Linked DNA regions of Sus scrofa: all the other regions are linked to region 3. Evidence: chromatin contacts called from public Hi-C and HiChIP or PLAC-seq data. All regions are on one chromosome and are shown on one strand. The core of a region is the stretch at or near the end of the contact, and the rest is flanking DNA. Distances in the headings are between cores, read along the strand shown. Region 1 overlaps ZNF287 (zinc finger protein 287). Region 2 holds the start of CENPV (centromere protein V). Region 3 overlaps TRPV2 (transient receptor potential cation channel subfamily V member 2).

Region 1 (3,032 bases), core at 292-2,791, 79 kb before region 3:
TTACCAGTTTTCAGAGTATGGAGTCACCGGCAGTGATGACACATGAGTCAGTGTGTCTCGAACAATTAGGTTCCTTGTTTCTGATGCTCTCATTATCCCAAGTTTGGCCAGTTGGACCCTTCAAGGAGCTCTTCTGCCCTTTGGCATTCCTTCTAATCTAGGGCACTTAACTGCCTTCTGACAAAGCTATCTTAGAGTCACCTTGCACTATGAATGCCCAGAGATGGGATGAGCTATTTCTCTAGGAATCTCTGGCTCTTGTTGATAGGCCGAAACTTATGAGACAGGATCTGGGCAGTAGGCATGCTCACTGCTACTGGACATGCTTAGCAAGTGGGCTGAGCCCTTCCGCCATTCACCTGAGTCTGCAGCAAGGCAACTCTACCCTCCGTTCATCAGTTACCTAATGTCTAATTATGTAATGGGAGCCATAATTACACACCCGGACAAATGACTGAAAGCAAACAACTAAGTCTTGTTGAGCGTACAACTCAATTGTAGAGAACCCAAGTGTTAGGTAGACTAGGAAGACCGCAAGCTTAAACACGAGAGGTCTTGAGCTGAGGCCATCAGCACTGCGTTTCCAGAGGAAGGGAGCCTGTCAGTTAACCACGCAAATGTGCTAAGCAGAGAGTATTAGCAGCTAGCTGTATGACACCTACTATGTTGTGTGTGAACACTGACATGTCCTAATTTTCTGTATAGAGAGGCTCATCACCCTCCTTTCCATCACCTTCCTTAAGGCAGGTCTGGATCTAAATTTCAATTCTGAGGATCTGTTTCATGCAAAGTACTAGGTTTTCTTGCTGAATTTTATTTGGTCTTTAAAACTTAAAACCATTCATTCTTTGACTCTTGTCTTCTGGTATCAATTCACTTGCATGTGCCTGTAACTGAGATTTTGCCCTTTCTCTGTTTTCATGGCTCTATTTCACTTTAATTATTACCCCCTTAGGACACTACAGCCATTAAAAATGGCAAGCATGTGCACTACAGTGATGTGTATAAATGTGTGTGTAACCTCGTCAGAAGCACTGGGTGCTCTGTGGATGGGGAAGTCAAGCCCAGGATGCCTGAAGTCATATACACAGCGACGGAATAAGGGCTGGATCCATGGGTTCTTTCTGTAAAATCCTGTGAAATGAAAACTCACAAATACGGGCAGGGAGAGTGGCTTCTCGGCAGGAAGTCTTTCCACTCTAACCGTGAAGCTCTCAGGAAGCCCCTTCCCCATCAAGAGTCCGCACGTCCGCCCGCGCGCAGTGCTCTCGCCCGCCCAGGGACGGCCCGCCATCGAGCTGGGTGGAGGCGACGGCCAAAGCCCAAGTTCGCCTCCTTCAGGGAGGGTTTCAGACCATCGCCGCGCCTCTCCGGACCCAGAGCTCAGGGACCCCGGCATCCCAACAGTTGCAGGCTCACGGCCAGCTTCCGGGTAAAGGGAATTCTGGGATGCTGGGCGGGGCCGGGCACGCAGGCGCTCCTGGGAAAGGCCGACGCGCCCACCTGCGCAGGCGCACCGGCCATTGTCGTGGCTCCGCCGGCGCCCCCCCGCCTAGGGCCTGCGTACTTCCTCGCGCGCTCTAGGCGGGACCTGGCGGCGGGAGGGAGCGGGATGTTCCCGCGCAGCCCCAGGCTGCACCCAGGCACGTTTTCCCCGCGACACCTCTTCCGAGCTCAGCCTTCAGGGACCGAGGGGTTTGTTGACGCGGCTAAAGATGGAGACTTTCTGTTTTTTTCGCCGCCCGCGGCATATGGAGTTCCAGAGCCAGGAATCAGGTCCAAGCCACAGGTGCAAACTAACCGCAGCTGCAACAACGGCGGTCCTTAACCCACCCACGGTGCGGTACCAGGGAGCGAACCTGCATCCCAGCGTTCCCAAGACGCCGCTGATCCAGTTGTGCCACAGTGGGAACTTAGAGACTTTTTAAATATACCTTTTGCATTAAAACAATTCCTTAATATTATCAACTGAATGTTTAGATTCCCCTGCTTGATGTAATTTCTTCTTGCGTTTCTTACAGTCTGTTTATTTGATTCAGGATTCAACAAAGTTGCACCCTTTGAAATTAATTGATACGTAACGAAATCTCTTTTTCAGTCTGTAAGTTCTCTGACATTTCTCTTTTTTTCTTTCAATGTATTTCTTGGAGAAACTGTGTCTTTTGTCTGGTAGTGTTTCTCAGTCCATACAGTGGTCTTAAGATACTAATACAGCAGTTTCATTTTTTTTTTTTTCATTTTGCTTTATAAAATTCAGGGATTGCTTTTACTGCATTTTGGCGTTATAATGAAGTAAAGTTTTTTTCATGCCAGCAAGGTAAAATCTACAAAACAAAGCAGAGAAATCCAACTTCTATCCCTGTAGGGTCTACACAGTTTCCTCTTTCCCCAAAGCTAACCATTTTAAAAATTTACAGTTTATTCTTAAAATTTTTTAAATATGAGAAAATGTATGCACACATAGTCAACTCTTGGACAACGGGTTTGGGGCAGCAACCCTTCCAGGCAAAGCCACATATAACTTTGTAATAGTTCCTTCCTCCCCTCAGTTCAGCACCCATCCATTGTAGTGTTGTAGTACACATTTATTGAAAAAAAAAGTCCACACATAGGTGGACACACAGTTCAAACCAGTGTTGTTCAAGGATCAGCTGTATGTTCCTTCCACCCTTTCTTAGAAAGACTGTAACCTGTATACACATCTCTTCACCTCTTCCACATAAAAAATATACCCTGGAGATCACAGAGATGGCCCTCAGTTCTTTTTTCACTGCTGCATATTACTGCATTTGGATGTAAGATAGCATATTCCACTAGTCCTTTAATGAAAGACATTCAGGTTGTTTCTCAAAGGAGGCAAGAAAGGAGAAGTATAGATCAGGTGAGACAAGTAGAAAACATGGCAAGAAGGAATATTTGAACCCAAGTACATCTATAATCACAGGAGATAAACGGAATAAATACCTCCAGTCAAATTCAAAGATTGTCAGACCGGATTTTTAAGAAATTACTGTTTATTGTGGGGGGGGGTG
Region 2 (3,405 bases), core at 440-2,939, 65 kb after region 3:
TTTGATCCCCGGCCTTGCTTAGTGGGTTGAGGATCTGGTGTTGCTGTGAGCTGTGGTGTACGTAGCAGATGCAGCTCGGATCCCACCAGCAGCTGTAGCTCTGATTTGATTCCTAGCCTGGGAACTTCCATATGCCACAGGTGCAGCCCTAAAAAGAAAAAAAAAAAAAAAAAAAAGAGTACATGCTATTTTTAAAGCTTCAGAAACAGGTAAAACCAAGCTCTGGTGATTCAAGTCAGAGTAGTGGTCCCGGAGTTCCCGTCATGGCGCAGTGGAAACGAATCCGACTCGGAACCATGAAGTTATGGGTTCTGTTCCTGGCCTTGCTCAATGGGTTGAGGATCTGGCGTTGCCATGAGCTGTGGTATAGGTGGCAGATGCGGCTCGGATCCCTCATTGCTGAGCCTGTGGCATAGGCTAGCGGCTACAGCTCTGATTTGACCCCTAGCCTGAGAATCTCCATGTGCAGCGAGTGCAGCTCTAAAAAGCAAAAAAAAAAAAAAAAAAATGTGCTCCCCTGTGTTTTCTTTAACCTGAGAGAAACTCTCTGGAGTGCTGAAAATAGTCAATATTTAAATTGGTGGCCATTACATAAGCTGTATATTTAAGATATGTGCATTTTGCTGCATATAAACTATACCTTCAGTGAAACTCTAATCCACACAGCTAAAGCTATACTCAGAGGAAAATTTATAGTCATTAATATTTTATTACCAAATACTAAAAATAAAGGAACTATGTATTAGTTTACTAACGGTAAGGTAAAAACAAAAAGGAATGTTGACATTAAGGGAGTAGAAAACAAAAATGTAGAAAAATGAGTAAAAGAACGTTATTTCTTTGAAGATATGAATAAAATAGAGGAACAAAATAGGTTTGGAAAATACTTGGGTTCCATTAGTGGGTCTCAAGATTTTTGTCTTTAAACTTCGGTACCATGTTCAACAAAACCATCATAATGGGATTTGGTGCGGAATTCATTTATTACGTTTAAAGGATCTGCTGCCCATTGAGATTCTGAAGTCGCTGTTCTGTTTTGTTTTTAAATTTATTTTTAAAGACGTTCTATTTTATTTATTTATTTATTTTTGGCCACACTCCTGGCATGCGGATGTTCCCAGGTCAGGGACAGAACCCGCACCAGAGCAGTGACAACGCAGATCCTTAACCTGCTGAGCCAGGAGGGAATCCTAAAGATGCTGCTTTATAATCTGGCAGAAAAGTCCAAGTTTAGGATCAGTGATTGCACCTGCTGTGTGTCCCGCAGCTGCAGGTGCCCGGCCGTTTACCCAGATTAGCTCCCCATGCGCCGCGTAGCTCCTGCCAGGCAGGTGCTGTCCTCCACATGTGAGAGGTGAAGTCGTCCCGGGGTGTCTGCGCAGAAGTGGCTCTGAATTCAGGACTCAGCAGGGTAGGAAGAAGCCCTCGGGTTCGGGGCGCGGAGGCGCCTCGGCAGGTTCCCAGAGGCTCCGGGTGTCGGGGTAGGAGGGCCCAGGCGCGGTCCCACAGGGCCTGCGGGCCGGGGCGGCGCAGGTGCAGGCCCCGCGGCCGGGGGCGGGCTGGGTGCGGTGCGGCGGGGCAAGCACCGGCCGGGCGGGCGCAGCGGCCCCTGGGCTGGCGGGGCAGCGGGCGCGCGCGGGCGGCGTGGGCGCGTGGGCGCAGCGAGCGCGCGCGGAGCGGGGACGCGCGGCGGCGAGGCCTGCGCGCCAGGCTGCGGGAGCCATGCGGCGGGCGAGGAGCGGCGCGGCGGCCAAGCCACGCGGGCAGAAGCGGACCGGGGCCTCCAGGGCCCCTGCGGCCGCCGCCTCGGCCCCCGGTGCCGGCCGCGCACGGACACCCGCGGGCCAGACGGGGGGCGGGAGCCGGGCAGCGACGAGGCAGCCGTCGGCCAAGCGGCGGCCGCAGTCGTCGCCGCGGGCGCCGGAGGCGGGCCCCGGGGAGCCGCCGCCGGAGCCGCCGCTGCCCCCGCCTCCGCCCGCGGCGCCCTCGGCGTCCGAGCTGGACCTGGGCGAGCAGCGGGAGCGCTGGGAGACGTTCCAGAAGCGGCAGAGGCTCAGCTTCGAGGGCGCCGCCAAGCTGCTGCTGGACACCTAGTGAGTGCGGCGCGGCCGGGCCGGCGCCCGTAACGTCTCCCGCGGCGCTCGAGCCGCCGCACCGGCCGGACAAAGGCCGAGGCGTCCGGCCCGCGCCTGGCGCCCGAGCGGCCGGCCTTCCCGGGAAGAGGGGCGCCCGGCTGCCCCGGTCCCGGAGCCGCTTTGGGGTTTGCGCACGGGTGTGGAGAGCGGCCGGGAGGGGCGGCAGGGCCTGGGGGAGCTGGGACTGTGCGGGGACCGGGCGCCCGTTATTGTGTGCGCGTCTCGCGGGGAGGAGCGCGCGGGCCGCCGGTTCGCAACCGCCGCGGGCGGGACCTCAGGGCGGCCGAGGCGCGAGCCGTGAGCCCTAAGTTGCGGGGGTCCCGGTCTCCATGGGCCCCTGCTGCCCCGTAGAGCAGCTGTGCGGCAGGGACGTGCTTTAGCGCCCTGAGTCTCTCAGGACCCATCATTTCAAGCTGAAACCCCCCGAGAAAACAAAACAACCTAACAGTTGCGTAACAACCTGAGGATTAGTCCTTTTCTTGGACAAAAATGTCCTCTGTCCTTGCTCCATAAGAAATTCGCGTTAGGATGAGTCTTCTTCAGAGACGGAATATTTGGTTTTCCCTGTGCTTCACTCTCTCATCCATCATCTTGGACTATGAGCTGGACAATTTCTCTACAGCAGCATTTTCGAGCTCCTCAGCTGTGCCAGCTGCTGCTGAGTGGGGGCATATCAAGGTCTCAGAAGTGTACAAGGCAAACTCGAAGTAATTTTTTACTTGCGCACTGACTGACAGATGATCAAGAGAAGGATTTTTAAACGTTGACAAAAAAGGGTGGGATTTTTTTACCTATCAGATTGGCGCAAAGTTGCAGACATTTGTCAAAAAGAAACCAAAACTCGCTAAGTTAAAAATATATAACTAACTCTTCACTGTTATTGTTAAAACATTAGTGCATGGAAGAAAGTCTGGAGGCACATATAGCAAATACTTAACTGTGCAGCCCTCTGGGTGTTAGGATTTAGGAGACTTTGATTTTTAACATCGGATGTTGTAAATTGAATTTTACAGTATATATAATTATGCAGTAATTCATACTTACTGAATTTTTTACAGTAAGCATTTGGGAAAGCAGAAGAAAATTTTAATACATCAAGCTAACGGATTCAGCTGGTACAGAAACACGAAAAAGCATTCAGTCTTAATAACCCAATAAATGCAAATTAAAACTTCAGTGAGCTATTTTTCCTCTAATTATTGCTTGAGACGGCACAGTGAAATGTTTTCTCTGTGTTCAGCCCTTTCGGGAAGCAGTCTGATTTATCAAG
Region 3 (3,317 bases), core at 591-3,090:
ACAAGTCCATTTCTTGGTTCCCTCAGTGGCAATTCTGTCCCCTCAGCACGAGGTGAGCATCATTTCTACACCAACTGTCAAGGCCCGGTTTTCAGAGTCCAAGTGGATGGATGGCCAGGACTGGTCCTTGGGCCTTCGAATTCTGCCTCTGCTGCAGCACAGCCTGTAAAGAAACTCAGATCCATCAATCTTACTTTATACTCCAAGAAGTCAATCACAGCATAAAAGATATCTTCAGAAAACCATAGGTTCACCACTGTACCATCTGCCGGTAATTCCAGCTTTTTTGGGTTATTTCATCATTTGATATCTTTTTCTTCAAACCAATTTTAACAAAACTAGCTGCTTAGGCATTCTACCATAGGGTGGTGGTTACTGTTCAGATCAAATCTTACCTCTTCTTGGGCTGAGGTCTCTGGGCCACCGCTGGCAGCTTTAAAACTCTGCTCTGCTGATCATTCTTCAGCGCTCAACACCTGGTGGGATGCACACGAGGCACCTGTTGACAGACAGCAGGTGCCAAGGACAGATTGTTCTGTGCTGCCAGCCACCACTACAAATTACAGCCATCCTATCACGAGTCCCTAAAGAACTCGGTTCACTGCGGATGTTTTTTAACCCATTTAGTCACATTAAACATTACAAAGCTAAGGCCATCAATTTTCAGAGCATCTCTGAACACAGAAGCAGACTGCTCAGGGCTCTATGACATAAAAAAGAATTCCTGGGCTCACTGTGCAGTCTGACCCAGACACCATGAACCACATTCTGACAATAAAGGTCAAGGGCTACGCAGTACAAGGTATCAGATCAGCCAGGTGGCACTGCCAATAGGCCCCTGAAACCACCAGCCCCTCCACAGAACAGAGCTTGCTTACCTTCTGAGCAGGCCATGCTCAGCTGTTGGTGATCACATGCTGGCACCTTGGTAATCTGCAGCCTGGGTGAACAAAAAATTCCAGGTCACAGCCCAGACCAACTTACTCCTGGGCACCAGCTACTTGTGAGGGCTCGACTGCAGTCAGCCAGGAGTTATTATCGTCAGTTATCGCTTCTGACGGCACTTCCTATTAGTGATTTCATCAGAGCAGCCAAGTACCTCACCACGCCAAAGCCCTGACTCCCCAAACCACCCTAAAATACAGCCTGCAGGGAGGCATTCTGACACAATTGCTCCTCGATACAGATGCTCCTTAGACATAACCAGTGTCAGACCAGAAGCCTGCAACCGCCTAACGTTGCAGTTACGCAAGGAGGCGGTTCATAATTATGTCACGGCGACGAAGTAGACGTCAAGATCAGTGCATTTGAGATTAAAACAGCTAGGTTACCTGCCAAGCCCTGCCCCGACTGGCCCTTACCTCGAGCAAGGATGCTGCTCCGGTTCCCAAAGCCCTGAGCGGGCCTGCCACCTGAAATATGGAATAGAACGTGCACTTAGGACGCATTCTGGCAGTTACCATACCTGAAGTCGGTTTCAGCGACTGCGGTCAGATCGGCGTTAAATTCGTCATTTCTCGCTTCTGACGACATTTTATACATAATCATCATGAGAGCCGAGCAAGCTCCCCTCGCAATCCCACTACGAACCCTGTTCCGCGCCCTCGGGTGCAGGCAGCCCGCTTACCCGCTTCTCTCGGGGCTGCTCACTCCCAGCGGCTAGCCTGGGGCAGGGCCCTGACCTGCAGGGACTTCAGGCTCCCGACAAACATGCACATGGTCCTCGGGCCTCCGGCCCAATCCCCCAACACCCGGCCACAGCGCCCGCCCCAATGCTTGTGTGAGCGCAGCCGCCCGCCGCCCTGCAGTTACGCTTCCCGCGAACATCTTTGAGAAGTGAGAAAGGCTCTGTCGCCCGCGCCCCGGCCCCGGCCCCCCCGCGAGCAGGAGCGAGGCACCGAGCGAACTCAACCCCACAGGGAAAAGGCCGCATCCTTCCGGTCCCAGATTCTTAAGGAGTTGGAATATTCCACTCTTTACAGAAGGGTGAGGAGTCCTGGCAAAGGCTCACGGGAACTTCCAGCCTGTTTGACGGTACAGGCGCCGCCGCTCCGCCCCGAACTCCCCCCGTCTGTAGAGCCAATGGTCTCTTCCGAGGCTCGGGAATTCTGGGTCACAGGCTCTGGAGAGCCCCAGAGCGCCTGCGCAGGGCCCGAGCAGTCACGCCGGACGGGCTCTGTTCTGATGCTGTGTGGTTTGCGGCGAATAGCGCTTGCAGTTGCGGGTCTGGAAGGTGGAGCTGCAGAGACCAGCGGTGGTTGTTCTGAGCTTCACATGCGACTAGGCCCTTGAGACGCTGCAAAGCCCGGGCCTGCAGCCAATGTGCACCCACCTTAGCTGTTCCAGGTTCTGGGGGGCGGTGCTGTCTGGCCTCCCCGAACGAGTCTGCAACCCCGGCATTCCGACCGACCGTTCTCACTCGCCTTCCTCCGCCCCGGCTCCATCGGGACTCCTTCAGGAGTGCCCCCGTCACCCCGACCGGGAAGCCTCCCTCCCAGCGTGGGAACAGGCTTGCTACTTAAAACATTCAACCCGTGCCCTCACGTCCTAGGAACACACATTACCCCAAGGGAGGAAACTGGAAAGGCGATAGTGAGACAAAGATTTTTGAGCTGGTCTTAGAAATAAGTATGGGCTTTTAATGGAGGCTTCTTGAGAGAGCCGAACCTAGGAGTCACACACGAGATCATCGGCCTGTGCGAAGGGAGAGCAGGTGGTGTCTAGAAATGCTTGGGCAGAACCATGGAGGGCTGGGGATGCCAGCTAGGGGCCCCCGAGGGCGCTGGAAGCCTCTCAGGCCTTCAGAGACAGGGGTAACGTGTTGTCCTACTGTCTAGGGAAGGTCCCTCTGGCTTGGAGGGGTGGGAACTAAGCCGGAAGCCCGTGGGGAGAGGAGCAATAATCCACAGCCTGAGCTAAGCAAGCCCAGGAACCTGAAGGCTTAGAGACGACCTGGGGGCGGCTTTGAGGGGTATCTGGAGACTGTGAGAGAGGAAGGAGTGGTGGCCGTGCTTGCCCATGTCCACCATCTTGCGTCTGGGGTGACAGCAGGCCCAGTACCTTGGCCAGCTACCTGCAGGGTGAGGGTCCCCTGTGCCCAGACACAGACCTGTGCTCACGGAGACATGCAACAGCCCAGGGGCCCAGCACCTTTACGCAAACAATGTTTTCAGGAGAGGCAGTCATGGGAAAATATTTATTTTGACCACCCATGTTCTCTGGGGCCCCAGGGCCAGCAGATAGGGCTAGACTAGTTCCCCGCTCTGGCCTTCAGGCCTCCTGCTGAATCAGCGCGACTCCAGGGGCTGGAGGGGCAC

The links. Hi-C and Micro-C count contacts between places; a contact is called where the count stands out from the background. HiChIP or PLAC-seq counts read pairs in DNA pulled down with a chosen protein or histone mark.
Region 1: an H3K27ac HiChIP or PLAC-seq map of alveolar macrophages shows a contact between it and region 3. The contact joins two enhancer-like sites. A contact is called at or near these places in 8 of 47 Hi-C or Micro-C datasets (alveolar macrophages, blood, brain and 5 more) and 1 of 2 datasets of contacts at active chromatin or transcription factors (alveolar macrophages).
Region 2: a Hi-C map of retroperitoneal adipose tissue shows a contact between it and region 3, with 1.7 times the contacts expected there. The contact joins the promoter of CENPV here to the enhancer-like site in region 3. A contact is called at or near these places in 5 of 47 Hi-C or Micro-C datasets (adipose tissue, embryonic fibroblasts, epiblast stem cells and 2 more) and 2 of 2 datasets of contacts at active chromatin or transcription factors (alveolar macrophages and skeletal muscle).

The regions. Positions count from the first base shown.
Region 1 is chr12:59,054,005-59,057,036 of Sscrofa11.1, forward strand. It overlaps ZNF287 (zinc finger protein 287), which reads left to right. Exons shown (of 6, transcript XM_003132027.5): 6 at 1-2,975. Among named protein-coding and RNA genes, the nearest start is that of ZNF287, 17 kb to the left of the region's middle. Within about 2 kb of position 1,542, at least 57 of the 83 cell types and tissues checked have an H3K27ac peak or open chromatin away from gene starts, as enhancers often do. A contact at or near this core is called in alveolar macrophages, mesenteric adipose tissue and retroperitoneal adipose tissue, where this site is marked.
Region 2 is chr12:59,198,352-59,201,756 of Sscrofa11.1, forward strand. CENPV (centromere protein V) reads left to right here and starts at 1,690. Exons shown (of 4, transcript XM_021066287.1): 1 at 1,690-2,093. The coding sequence starts at 1,723.
Region 3 is chr12:59,132,706-59,136,022 of Sscrofa11.1, forward strand. It overlaps TRPV2 (transient receptor potential cation channel subfamily V member 2), which reads right to left. Exons shown (of 19, transcript XM_013980349.2): 15 at 1,628-3,317; 16 at 1,362-1,412; 17 at 879-940; 18 at 396-499; 19 at 1-163. The coding sequence ends at 3,288. Among named protein-coding and RNA genes, the nearest start is that of TRPV2, 18 kb to the right of the region's middle. Within about 2 kb of position 1,841, at least 63 of the 83 cell types and tissues checked have an H3K27ac peak or open chromatin away from gene starts, as enhancers often do. A contact at or near this core is called in adipose tissue, alveolar macrophages, embryonic fibroblasts and 3 more, where this site is marked.